Regions from separate parts of the Zea mays genome. Here region 1 is linked to region 2. The links are chromatin contacts, called in public Hi-C maps. All regions are on one chromosome and are shown on one strand. Each heading gives the region's core, a stretch centred on a gene start, on an enhancer-like site or on the middle of the called end of the contact. The rest is flanking DNA. Distances are from core to core; before and after follow the strand shown. Region 1 holds the start of LOC103652994. Region 2 holds the start of LOC103652991 (VIN3-like protein 2).

The links. A called contact is a pair of places that touch in the nucleus more often than the background predicts.
Region 1: a Hi-C map of leaf shows a contact between it and region 2, with 7 times the contacts expected there. The contact joins the promoter of LOC103652994 here to the promoter of LOC103652991 in region 2. A contact is called at or near these places in 7 of 25 Hi-C or Micro-C datasets (bundle sheath, ear, endosperm and 2 more).

What each region holds. Positions count from the first base shown.
Region 1 is chr4:28,630,900-28,636,949 of Zm-B73-REFERENCE-NAM-5.0, forward strand. It overlaps LOC103652994, which reads right to left and starts at 3,490. Exons shown (of 9, transcript XM_008679972.3): 1 at 3,234-3,490; 2 at 1,479-1,776; 3 at 1,269-1,379; 4 at 1,070-1,180; 5 at 780-890; 6 at 595-672; 7 at 391-483. The coding sequence starts at 1,739. It also overlaps the pseudogene LOC100500983.
Region 2 is chr4:28,452,487-28,458,539 of Zm-B73-REFERENCE-NAM-5.0, forward strand. LOC103652991 (VIN3-like protein 2) reads right to left here and starts at 1,288. Exons shown (of 4, transcript XM_008679970.4): 1 at 1,044-1,288.

The DNA of each region.
Region 1 (6,050 bases), core at 2,240-4,739, 180 kb after region 2:
AAACAAAGCAATGTGAAGCAAAATAAGATCTATGGTAGGGATTCTATAACATAGCAAACATAACTGTATGTAGTATCTGCAGTGGTAGTTAGGTTTCTTTTAAAGTAGACACCATCACTCATAAACTAAAACCTTCATCTAAGTAGCCAAGTAGGGCATTGTTATCATTATGGAACATGAAAGAAAGAAATATTGAAGTTCACATATGTTTTCCTCTCTTTCAAAAGGTAGCCGTTCTGTTATATTAGTAATTTAGTATACAAATTTGAAGTACAAGATATTTTTATTTCTTAATATCCAATTTCTATTTTAAATAAATATTGGTAGTGACTTATATATGTTGTTTCGATGAAGAAAAATAACACGAGGAAAACGGTCATGACAGCATACCACATCCAGAAATGAACCATTCTTCCTTGGCCTGTATTCTTTTCGCCATCCATCAGGCAAACCCTCAACAGCCCTTTTGTCCTTGCTTACAGTCTACAAACAACAGATAAGTGTCAGAGTTCTACCTCTAAAGTACCTAAATAGGTATCCTTTTTTGGGGGGGGAGGGGGGGAGGTTTAGGTTTCCGGTTAGAAACTTGCTTGCCTTGGCTACCAATCTTCCACCACCAAGACCACTCCGTGTTCCAGCAGCCTTGTCATTCTTCATCCATCCATCAGGAGTCTTGATTGGATCCAAGATGAAACAAAAGGCAGTAATTTCTCAAAGTCATTATCACATTGCATTATTAGATCACATGAAAAGGGGTGTTTAGCTACAAATATCCATGCCTTGGCAGCAAGGGTTCCTCTGACAAGGCCACTCCGTGTTCCAAGAGGCATGTCTTCTTTCAGTGACCCATCAGCCAGCCCATTAATGACTGATTGATCCTTGCTTAAAGTCTTGTAATAAAACAAAAGATGACAAGTTTCACAATACTAGTCAAGCTGCACTCCTAAGATAAATAAAAGAGCAAACAAGAAAATAATGGATGCCTTGATGCAGGATCGACACACTTGTTACCCTGCACTGAAATTAAATAAATAGAGGGAGAGGGAGGGTTTAGACCTTTTTTTTGTACCTTAACAGTAGGGCTTCTCCTGACCAGCCCACTCCGTGTTCTAGAAGGCATATCTTCACTCAAACTCCCATTGGGAAGCGTCCGCATGCCTGAATCGTCCTTGGTTACAGCCTAGTATAGAATATGACAGGAAACTCTAACGAACATATAACAGTGCACAAAAAACAAACAAAAATTGAGAAGTTAAAAACTAGCATGCCTTGTCAGCAGAGTTCTGTCTAACAAACTCATTTTGAGTCCTAACAGGTATCTCTTTTTTCATCAATCCATCAGGAGACTCCTTCAAGACTGCTTCGTCATTTATTATAGCCTAGCATGTAGGATACAGAAGTGTCAAATCCTAACATACTTGTCATGGTGCAGTCAATAATTTTGTGGTGGCTTAATACTGATTCAGAAACTTTTTTACCTCGACAATAGGAGGGCTACATCTTACATGGTCACTTTGTGACCTCGAACATGAACCATCACTGGAATCCACAAAGCTCTTTATCCTTAAAAGGCCACTTCGAGTTCTAGAACTCGAAACACCACTGGAATCCAGTAAGCCCTTTAATCTTAGAAGCCCACTTCGTGTTCTAGAGCATGAACTGTTGCCAGAATCCATAATGCAGTTTACCCTGAGAAGCCCACCCTGAGTTTTAGGACATTGTCTCCCATCGCTGTGCATAACACTGCTCTTCCAAGCTACTTCAATTCACAACGACCTGCTCAAGTCCACCAAAACAACAAATGTTCTAAAAGCTGCATATATAAATATATATTATTCATCAATTCATGGAAATAGTTGCAGTTAGTAACGACGAATGGGTGATAATGTTCCCAGATCCTCGACAAGAGAAAGTTGGAGTAAACCAGAGGGCAGATATTCACCATTTGTTGCCGTACGAGTGGTTGAGGCTGTCGTGTGCTTTCAATGTTTGTGATCATAAAATTTTCTACAGCGTCAATTTTCTCACAAAAGTTTGGGACTGCTCTAGGTTCCAGCTTCGGCGTGGAGCTGTAGTTTATAATGTAAATTTAAATAGTTTAAAAAATATTTTAAATCTAAATAATAAACAAAATGACTTTTTCTAAAGGTTCATAACTCCAGCTCCACGATTTTCTATAGCAACTAATGACCTGCTCCAAAAACTCCACCAAATTTTCTGGAGCTGGAGCAGCCCAAACACCCCTAAATATCATGTTAGTGTTTTTTACAAGTAAACTTTGGTAGGATTTAAGTAAAATCTATGGAGAGTCATATACCACCAAGGGAATAAATGTGGCAGCAGAAGTGTTTACAGAATGGCCATTAGGCAAAACAAAAGCCAATGCCTTTTGGTCAGGTGGGCTTAAACCTTAAAGCCGGCCTGAAGGCAGAATTTCGCCTTAGGAACCGGATGATGCTCACCTGATCTCCCTTCATCCATCCATAGCTCAGCCCACGAGACCACTGGCTATTTATACTTTTCTATAAACCCTAAAAACCGGACACCTCCAAACCCGAATTTCACCCAGACAGCAAATCACATACTAATAGTCCACTAGGCACCGGTAGCTTAGTAGGAAGCGACGACTAATATGCAAGCATGCACTAGGTGGAAGCGTGCAAGCAGATATTTTACTCCGTTAGATCTAGATCCAACGATATGTCATATTTAGCACTTAAACCCTTCTACCACCATCTGATGTAGCTTTATAAAAAACCTCTAGAAAACCACAATTGTATCTACCGTTGGATTTAGATTTAACAGACAAAAAAATCTGCTTGCACGCTTCACCTAATATGCATACTAGAGAGCGGTACTCATCTCGACCTAAAGTTACGATTTCCCTCGTGCGCCTCTGCTTACCGCACCGAATCGCTGCTCTAGCACCCGGAATTCAATCTTCTTCCAAGCCCATAAATCCACTCCCCAAAGACAAACGCAGCCAGAAGACAGGCCCCAGTTCCCCAAACCACTCTCTCTCCCACTCACATGGACCCCAAATAGAGAGAACACCACGAATCCCCCACGCCAAATTGCCCGACCGAACCAGACCAAATTTCCCGGAGTCCACCGAGTCACATGATCCCATCGCGTCCCCGCGTACCGGAACGCCCGCTCCACCCGCCACCCGAGCCCCGGAGGATGGAGGTGGAGGGAAGTAGTAGAGGGGGCAGAGAGCACGGGTGACTCACCGTCCCATCGGCACGGCGCGGCGGGTGGAGCTCTCGCGGCTGGGGTTAGGGTTCCGGCGGGGTGGGGAGGCGAAGTGGTCGAGCCGACGAGCCGTCGAGATGGCTGAAGACTTTTTTTTTTTTTGGCGTGCAGACTGCAGAGAGAAAGGGAGAGAGACGGGGGAGGGGGACGCTGGACGCCACGCACGCACGCGTCACCTCGTCAGCCGCCTCTACTCGCCTTTCCTCCACTTTACCAAAACAGCATATGTTATATCTATACTATACTTAAAGCACCAGTTTCAACGGTCGTCATACGTCATTTTTTTACAAATAACCCCTCACAGCTATTTCAAATTAATCCGCTGCACGTCTATAGATGTCAAACGACGCCCGACACGGGCTATATGCACGCGGGCCACAACTATGGTACAGGTATGTCATGCCGGCCTGCTAACTGTGTCGGGCCAGCCCGTCGATCCATTTAATTAAATCAGCGTAACAACGTCCGACACGGGCTAGATGCACGCGGGTCACAACTATGGCACAGGCATGTCATGCTGGCCTGCTAACTGTGTCGGGCCAGTCCGTTAGCCCGTCGATCCATTTAATTAAATCAGCGTAAAATGTTAAAAAACGGTGCAGAGGTAAGGTTCGAAACCATGCCCTGATGGAAGAAGGGCGGGAGACACTAGGTGAAACAGTAGAACATCACGCTAAGATGTTTTTAATATTGAATATAAATTGTATATAGGTATATATGTTTTTTGTAAAATAAAAAAATAATCGTGTCGGGCCGGGCCAGCACTACGGGCCGAGCTACAGCCTAAGCACGACACGACGTTCTTTGCTCTTGCAAGCATTAGGTCGTTTCTGAGACCACATTGGCGCAATGAACTACATGGTGTTTGAGGCTGCTGAATTGGATGGAGCAGCAATGATTTGTCACACTAACAACAAAATAAAAGGTTATTGTTGATTTTAAACGTTAGTAATTGCTACGAAATAGCGTAATTTATATGGAACGCATCTAGTGTTTATATGAAATAGAGTTACCTGAGCTATAATCAGAGTCAACATTTTTGTCCACTACGTAGAATTAGGCTGTTATATTTACATAAATTGTTTTCAAAGAGCTGAGTAGGTCATCATATATAATTATACATATGTTGCAAAATAGACATTGTGCAACTCAAAAGGTCGACGAAGATCTGAGTGAAACTTTAGTTCTCGGAGGATTTGATGTCCATTTCTTTTCCGATGCGTATCGTCCCTTATTTGAACCTGTAAACGAATTTTAGAATTTAATAGTCAGCCTAGTATGTAATATATTCCATAGGAAAATATAAATTTTTATTATTCTGAAATGCAGGTACAGAGAAACTGTGTTATATGGTTTGTAGTAACTAAGATTGGTAATGGAACTACGCTATCATAATAGGAAGGAAAATAATTCATATAGGAGAGTATGACACGGAGCCTAACCTTTTAGGTGGCGATTCAATTGTATCTGCTGGTCCTTTTCCTTTGTTATTGGGTATTGTATCAAGCTGCATATATCGAAGTTCTTTATAAAGAAGCGGAAAATATGTAATGTCTTTTAACAAATGTAAATAGAACAATAGTAGAGTATGGGACTCTATTGAAATAGATATATTTGATAAATTGAAATTGGTGTATTGATTGGAATAAAGAATATGATGACATCCTATTGAGTTATAATATTTGAACAAAACTATTCAAATGTACAGAAGATGGCGTACAGTAGTAACAACAACACTTGCCATTCATCATGTCAATAATTGGAAATGGTTGTGTGAAATAGCTATTGTTATTTGAAAGATAGGTAGGAATAAAGTAAGTAATGTCAAATTATTGAGCCATAAAATATAAACATAAGGCTCGTTTAGCATAGAAGGTAGATCAGAGCAAGTATATATAGTATTATAATAGTATATATATCTATAGTAGTGAGGTATGTATATTGCATTATAAGGTGTATGATTTGTTTTTGCTCACTGAAACTTGGATGCTGGATGCTTTGTAAAACTTGTATAAAAGTATGCATGCGTATGCAATGAAAGGAGGAACTGCATTGAATAGAAGAGTTATTTTCAATTATATATTGGTATCAGGTTTAAATAAGCTATGAAAATGTTAATTTGTATAAGATGAATAAACTATGTTAGACGTAATACATGATGTATAATAAGATTACATTGCACAATACCCAAGTAAATGAAACGTAAGGATAATAATTGAGATTCTTTCACACAACACATTAACCAAGACATGGAAAGCAAAATGTTTGGATCTCTAACAGATAGATTTTATCTGATTATGAGAATCTAATATTGGTTGTAACAATGAATTGTTGTACAGTTTAGTAAGTTATGGTACGGTAGTCTAACTCTGTACATTTGACTGTGGTAGAATCAGTTGTTTTAAAATCTGTATTTATGGAACTTTTGAATATGTTAAGAAGTAAGTGTATGTAGTTTAGGCAGAAAATATAAGTATGATAGTTTAGTGGAATGAAATGGATCAAACCTGTGCGGTTTCCTTATCGCCATCATCTTTTTCTGGGCTATTGATATTACTCTTGTTTGCACTGTCAACATGGAACAGATATAAGTATTTTTAACTGTCAATACTCACTAAATCTTAAAATGAATAAAAGATAATTGAGTAAAAGAAATTGAGTACGCTTTCGGCATGTTGTCAGTTTCGGAATATAGAAGCTTCCTTACTACCTGTAAAAATTAATGTACATAACATTTTAGTTTGAGCTAGTAATGTGTAAGAGATGGATTAATATAGCAGTATTGTGATTAAGAA
Region 2 (6,053 bases), core at 38-2,537:
TTAGTGTCGAAGCACATCTCATATATTGGTTCACAATGCTCATATAATCACCAAGCAACAATTGAGTAACTACATAGTTAATTTAGACTCTAGTTTGGCCCTAGGTTGTGTAACATTTATTTTATAATAATTATTAGGCATGTTTATGTTACCGGAAATGCCGAGATTTTGTAAATATAGTTTCCACAAATTCCAAGTCAAACCCAAATCATAGTTTGTCTGTTATTACACAGATTTGTGATTCAAGTTCTATATGTCCGTGTTTAGATGTTAAAAAAAGTTTGGTTTAATTGCATCAACATGTTCCTATGATTAGAGGAGCTGTCCCACCATATTTCGTAACATTGCAACAAGGGAATCAAGATTGGGCAGAATGAGACACAGGGAACGGCATTGTGTACCCACACAAATATGGAAGCAGCACCATAGAACATATGGGTTGCCTTATGAAGGCTCAACTGAAATTGTCAACAAGATCATATTGCCCGTACATACATTAGAGGGAAAATAATAATTTTATAAATAAGCACTAGAAGCCGTCAAGGCAACAATACAATACAAGCAGGTCATAGACGATAGAGGAACAACTTATCTGCTGGAGCATAATAGTGAGCTTACCAGCCAAACAGAAGCCGCACGGTCGAACAATGCTGGCAATCGTCACTTCAGCTAGACTTGTTTACCTGCTGAACATAACGAAAAGTTTTTGTGGCGTGTCGGACACACCTACACGGCCGTAGATGGTAGAAACAAGCAGTAAAACAGCAGCATTGTCCAAAAGAAAGCCGCTGAGGTCAATGCTGATGAGAACGAGAACCCAATCCGAGCACACAAGGAGGGTCACCGATTAGGTTAGCACCCCAAAAGCGAGCGGAAGGCAAGTGAGGCAATCAATCTATCGGCCACAATAAGAACTGATTGGGGGGATCTCGTCCGAGGAAGGGCGACTTTTTTGGGTGGGTGGGTGTGGGGGGTTTGATTCAATTTCTCAACCCCAATCGAGGATGAGGGAGGGGAGAGTTGAAAATCGGGCCGGAGCTTACCGGATTTCCTCCGCGCGACATTAATTCCGCGGCCCGACCAGGTAGCAATGAGGCGGGCAGGAATCGAAAGCTGCGGCACGGGTGGGAGGAGGAAGGGCAGGCGGCGGGCGTGCTCAGCAGCGGTGATGGTCCCCCCTCGGGAGTTTGGAGATGATGCCGTATTGCCGTGGCCCGTGGTGGTGCGCTATGCTTTTGAGACACGAGGGGAGGGGGGCGTGGGAGTCTGGTTCTGGTAGAGGAGAGCTGCGGTAGCAGAGTCAGACCGGGAGGAAGCGTGGACCAAAGATGGTGGAGGCCCACAGTCACTAAAAAAATGTGGCCCAGGCTACACAGCGGGTGAGAATAACTCCGAGGATCGAGCGTATAACGGTACTACGTCGAGCCACATGTCAGCTCAGGGATTCTTTCCCGTTTTCTGCGCTTCTCTATTTTTTTTTCTCTCTAACTAGGACATCATGCGTCCTTACGACTATCAGGACAACACATTTCAGTTAATAAAAGTACTATGTTCACGCGTTTCAAACGAAGAGTAGGAAACATAGTTTACCTGATAAGATGTTTCAGTTTAAGATCATTTAGTGTAGTTAGTGTAGTGAAAAGAATATAAATATGGTATACATCTATTTATATATGAGAAAATATAACATAGTTTAAGAAGTCAGGGAGAAGACACCGTATTTTTGTAAAAGTTGAGTGGTATATATACAATTAATCTATATCTTTACTAAATCATAAGTTTAAATTAACCACTCAACAAATAATCTATACTGTTCTTTGTGCACCCCATTTATATACATAAAAAAAATTCCCTCTATCACATTGAACAGTCCAGATATTTTTCCCATTTTTTCTCTCATTCACTCACATCTAGGGCTTGTTTGGGATCAAAGGTAATAGAGTGGATCGAGTGGGCTAAAATCCCTCACTACTCAATTTTAAATAGTGAGGGATTCTAGCCCCCTCAATCCCTTCCATTACCCTTTATCCCAAACAAGCCCCTAACGGTCAAGAATGTTTGGATCATCCACCCCACGCGCGCACATGACGCTACCACTGTTGTCCAACACGCACATGTGCAAGATCTCTAGATCGATTCCTGGTGAACCCTATTTTATCTTTTCCTTCTTGCTATTGCGGTCGAAGTTTAAAATATTTATAGAATTATAACAATATAGTATCCGTCCAAAAGAACGTATATCTTTTTCTCATAAGTTTAAGAACGTTTTATAAAAAAAAATATTATTACTATTTATATGACCAAATATCTATACTACTCCTGTTAAGAATACAAAGAGGGCGTCCACATCGAGTCGCGCCCCCACCTGCGCGTGCACGCTCGTCCGTGCGCCCCCGCCCCTGCCTACGCCCGCATGCGTGACCCGGGCTCCCTCACCGCACGTTCACCTTAAACCCTAAACCCTCCTCCCTTCGCGCCCGCCGTCGCCCCTCCGCCAAAACCCCATGCGGAGGAGGCGACCGAGGTGAAGGTGTACTACCTCAACCTCCTGTTGGCAGCACCTTCAGCCGTCGCCTCGCTCAACGGAGCACCTGCCGTCGTGGAGATCCGTACCTGTGCCGCTGCACCAGCTCCCACCCGTTTTCGACCTCCTCCCCCACCGCGCTCCCGCTTGCGTCCTTCATCCTTGGCAGCGTCTCCGGGGAAGACGCTGCAGTCGGGCGCCGCTGAGCCCGCCTTCGCCGCTTGGCCCTGTCCCCAGGGTTCTGGCCACGGGCCGACTTCGGCTAGATCTACAGCTTCACGGGCACGAACACAGTTGCTGCGCCGGTCATGACCGAGAGACGTTCGCAAATACCTCCCGGTTGCGCAGGGCAACGTGCTTGCCTCTTTCTACGGCGGGCCCACTCCCCGCAGTGGCCCCCTCCTTCTCTGCCTTTGTCGTGTAAAAGATGGAGGCGGTATCTCCTCTCCCGCTATTGTGGCGATGGTCGCATCCCTATAGATGGCCATATGGCACTAACATGGTGGGCCGGCCTAGGTACGGCACTAAAAAGCATGGCCCAGGCACGACACAACCTGGTCCATATACTACCGGTGTCGGGCTTGGCCCGTACATAGTGTCGTGTCTGGGCCACCAGCTCGGTCCATAGTGTCAGTCCAGGCCCGACACGGTTAACTGGACTGGCACGGCTATGGCATGGCCTAGGCTCAGCCAACCATATGCCCCCGGTCCCCATCCCAAAGTCGCGCTCGCGCGAGTGCACGACTAAACCCTAAACGTCACCAGCCGTCACGAAGCTGCGAACTCTCCCTCGGTCCCTCCGCCTCCGCTCAACGCTTAGGCTCAGATCTGTCCTCTCTCCGCTCCGGTCTCCCTCTCTGGTCTCTGACTCTCCGACTTGAGAGCACCTAGAGGGGGGGTAAATAGGTGATCCTGTAAAAATCAACACTAAATGGCACAAACTTGGTTTATGAAATGTTAGTGGAATCAAAACCATGGTGCTATGTCTAGAGAGAAATACATGACTTCTTCACTTAATTGCTCTTCACAAGGTGAGTATTAAACTTAGAGCAATTATCAAGTGAGTAGAAGCAGAGAGAATCACACACAAATAACAACAGATGACACATCGATTTTATCTCGTGGTTCAGCCAAGTAGAACACTTGCCTACTTCCACGTTGTGGTATCCCAATGGACGAGGGTTGCACTCAACCCCTTTCAAGCGATCCAATGATCCACTTGAATACCACGGTTTTCTTCCTTATAGCAGATGTTCTCTTTGTGAGGAATCTCCACAAGTTGGAGCCTCTCACCCTTACAATATTGTCACAATGAAAACCACAAGAGTAAGGGAGGGAAGGAAACACACATGAGCTAGAGTCGCAACAACAACATGCACACAAGTCAAGAAACGAGCACACAAACACAGCGCAACGAGTTCACAACTCAATAAGTGCTCAAATCTCAATCACAATTATCCGGATGCGTGCTTGCAGAGTCTAGGCGTCTTAGAATGTTCAATGGAGGCTTTGATGTACTGCTCCATGCGCCTAGGGGTCCCTTTTATAGCCCCAAGGAAGCTAGGAGCTGTTGGAGCTCCATTTGGTAGGCAATTCTTGCCTTCTGTCCGTTGGCGCACCGGACAGTCCGGTGCACTACCGGGCATGAACAGTGCACGATTTCTTTCCTTCTTTGGCGAAGCCGACCGTTGAACCCTTGGTCCACTTGGCACACTGACAGTCTGGTGCGGCCCAGTGACTGTTGGCTCTGGCCACACTTCGCTCGTTGATCGTGCTGCCGATCGTTGGCGCGAGCGTTGTTGGCTCACTGGACAGTCTGGTGCACACCGGACAGTCCGGTGAATTTTAGCCGCAGCATCCTTGGCGATTCCCGAGAGCAGCGAGTTCGTCGCTGAGCAGCCTGGGCACCGGACAGCGTCCGGTGCACCCGCAACGGGTGTTCCACTTGTTGTTTCAGCTGAACTCCTTTTGCTCCTTTTGAACTTGACTTCACACTTTATCCATCTAGATATTCCTTTGCTTAACATTTGTTAGTTCTCACCAAGTGTGTCGTTCATCTAATCACCAAAACAATATGGAAATAGCCCAAGGGCACATTTCCCTTTCAATCTCCCCCTTTTTGGTGATTTATGCCAACACATTAAAAAGCAACTCGTTTCGAACTAACATATCTAGAAAAGCTCAAAAATGCAAGTTGAAGACCAATAAGATTTTCAAGGAATTTGGCATATTTGGATCGCTTTTGCCACCACTGGGTTTATTTTCACAAAATAAATTCTTTTTCCTATCTCTAAGTCCAACACACTTGTTTTGGCAAATTGAGAGATCTTTCAAGAGTAAATTTGATCAAATGCCAAAACTCCCCCTTTTCCCATAATCAAAATTCTCCCCCATAAGAGAACAAGTTTAGCAATAAGAGGGTTTTGATCAAACACAAAGATTCTAACTCTACAATTTTTGAAATTCACAAGTGGTTGGTTGATCCATTTGCTTTGGCCTTAATTTCTCCCCTTTGGTATTAAGCACCAAAATAGGAGAACTTTTGGCCCTTTTACCCCATTGCCTCACCAAAAATGTCAAATAAGATCAAAAGGCAATGAGAACACAAGTACGAACTTGGGACAAGATACATTGATACTGGAATGCAGTGGAAGCCCTTTCTTTGTCCAAGTTCACTTTTCCTTTTCAATGCAACTTTGAGACTGTATAGCGAGTACTCAACAAACAAGTTAGTCTCAAGGGAGTCAAGTTGTAGCACATCCTCCCCCTAAACATGTGCATCATTTGCATAGGGACTTGAGAGGTCCGGGGATGACTTGTACAACTTGAGCACCAAAAATAGCAATTAAAGACATTAATGCTTAAAGTAACATGATCAAAGGCATAGAACACATGTATGTTATAGATCAGTCCAAGTTACGCGAATCTAAGACATTTAGCTCACTACACAACCTGCAAAACCTTTTCTCATCTAAAGGCTTGGTGAAGATATTGGCTAGCTGGTTCTCGGTGCTAATATGGTAAATATTGATATCTCCCCTTTGCTGGTGGTCTCTCAAAAAGTGATGCTGAATGTCTATGTGCTTAGTGCGGCTGTGTTCAACAAGATTATCCACCAAGCGGATTGCACTTTCATTATCACATAGGAGTGCGACCTTGCTCAGGTTGTAGCCAAAGTCCCGGAGGGTTTGCCTCAACCAAAGCAGTTGCGTGCAACACTGTCCTGTGGCAACATACTCAGCCTCAGCGGTGGATAGGACAACAGAAGTTTGTTTCTTAGAGCTCCAAGACACCAGGGACCTTCCCAGAAAATTACAAGTCCTTGATGTGCTCTTCCTATCAACCTTGCACCCGACATAGTCGGAATCTGAGTATCCGATTAAGTTAAAGGTAGACCCCTTTGGATACCAGATCCCGAAGCAAGGCGTAGAGACCAAATATCTAAGAATTCGCTTAACGGCTACAAAGTGACACTCCTTGGGGTCGGATTGAAATCTAGCACACATGCATACACTTAGCATAATATCCG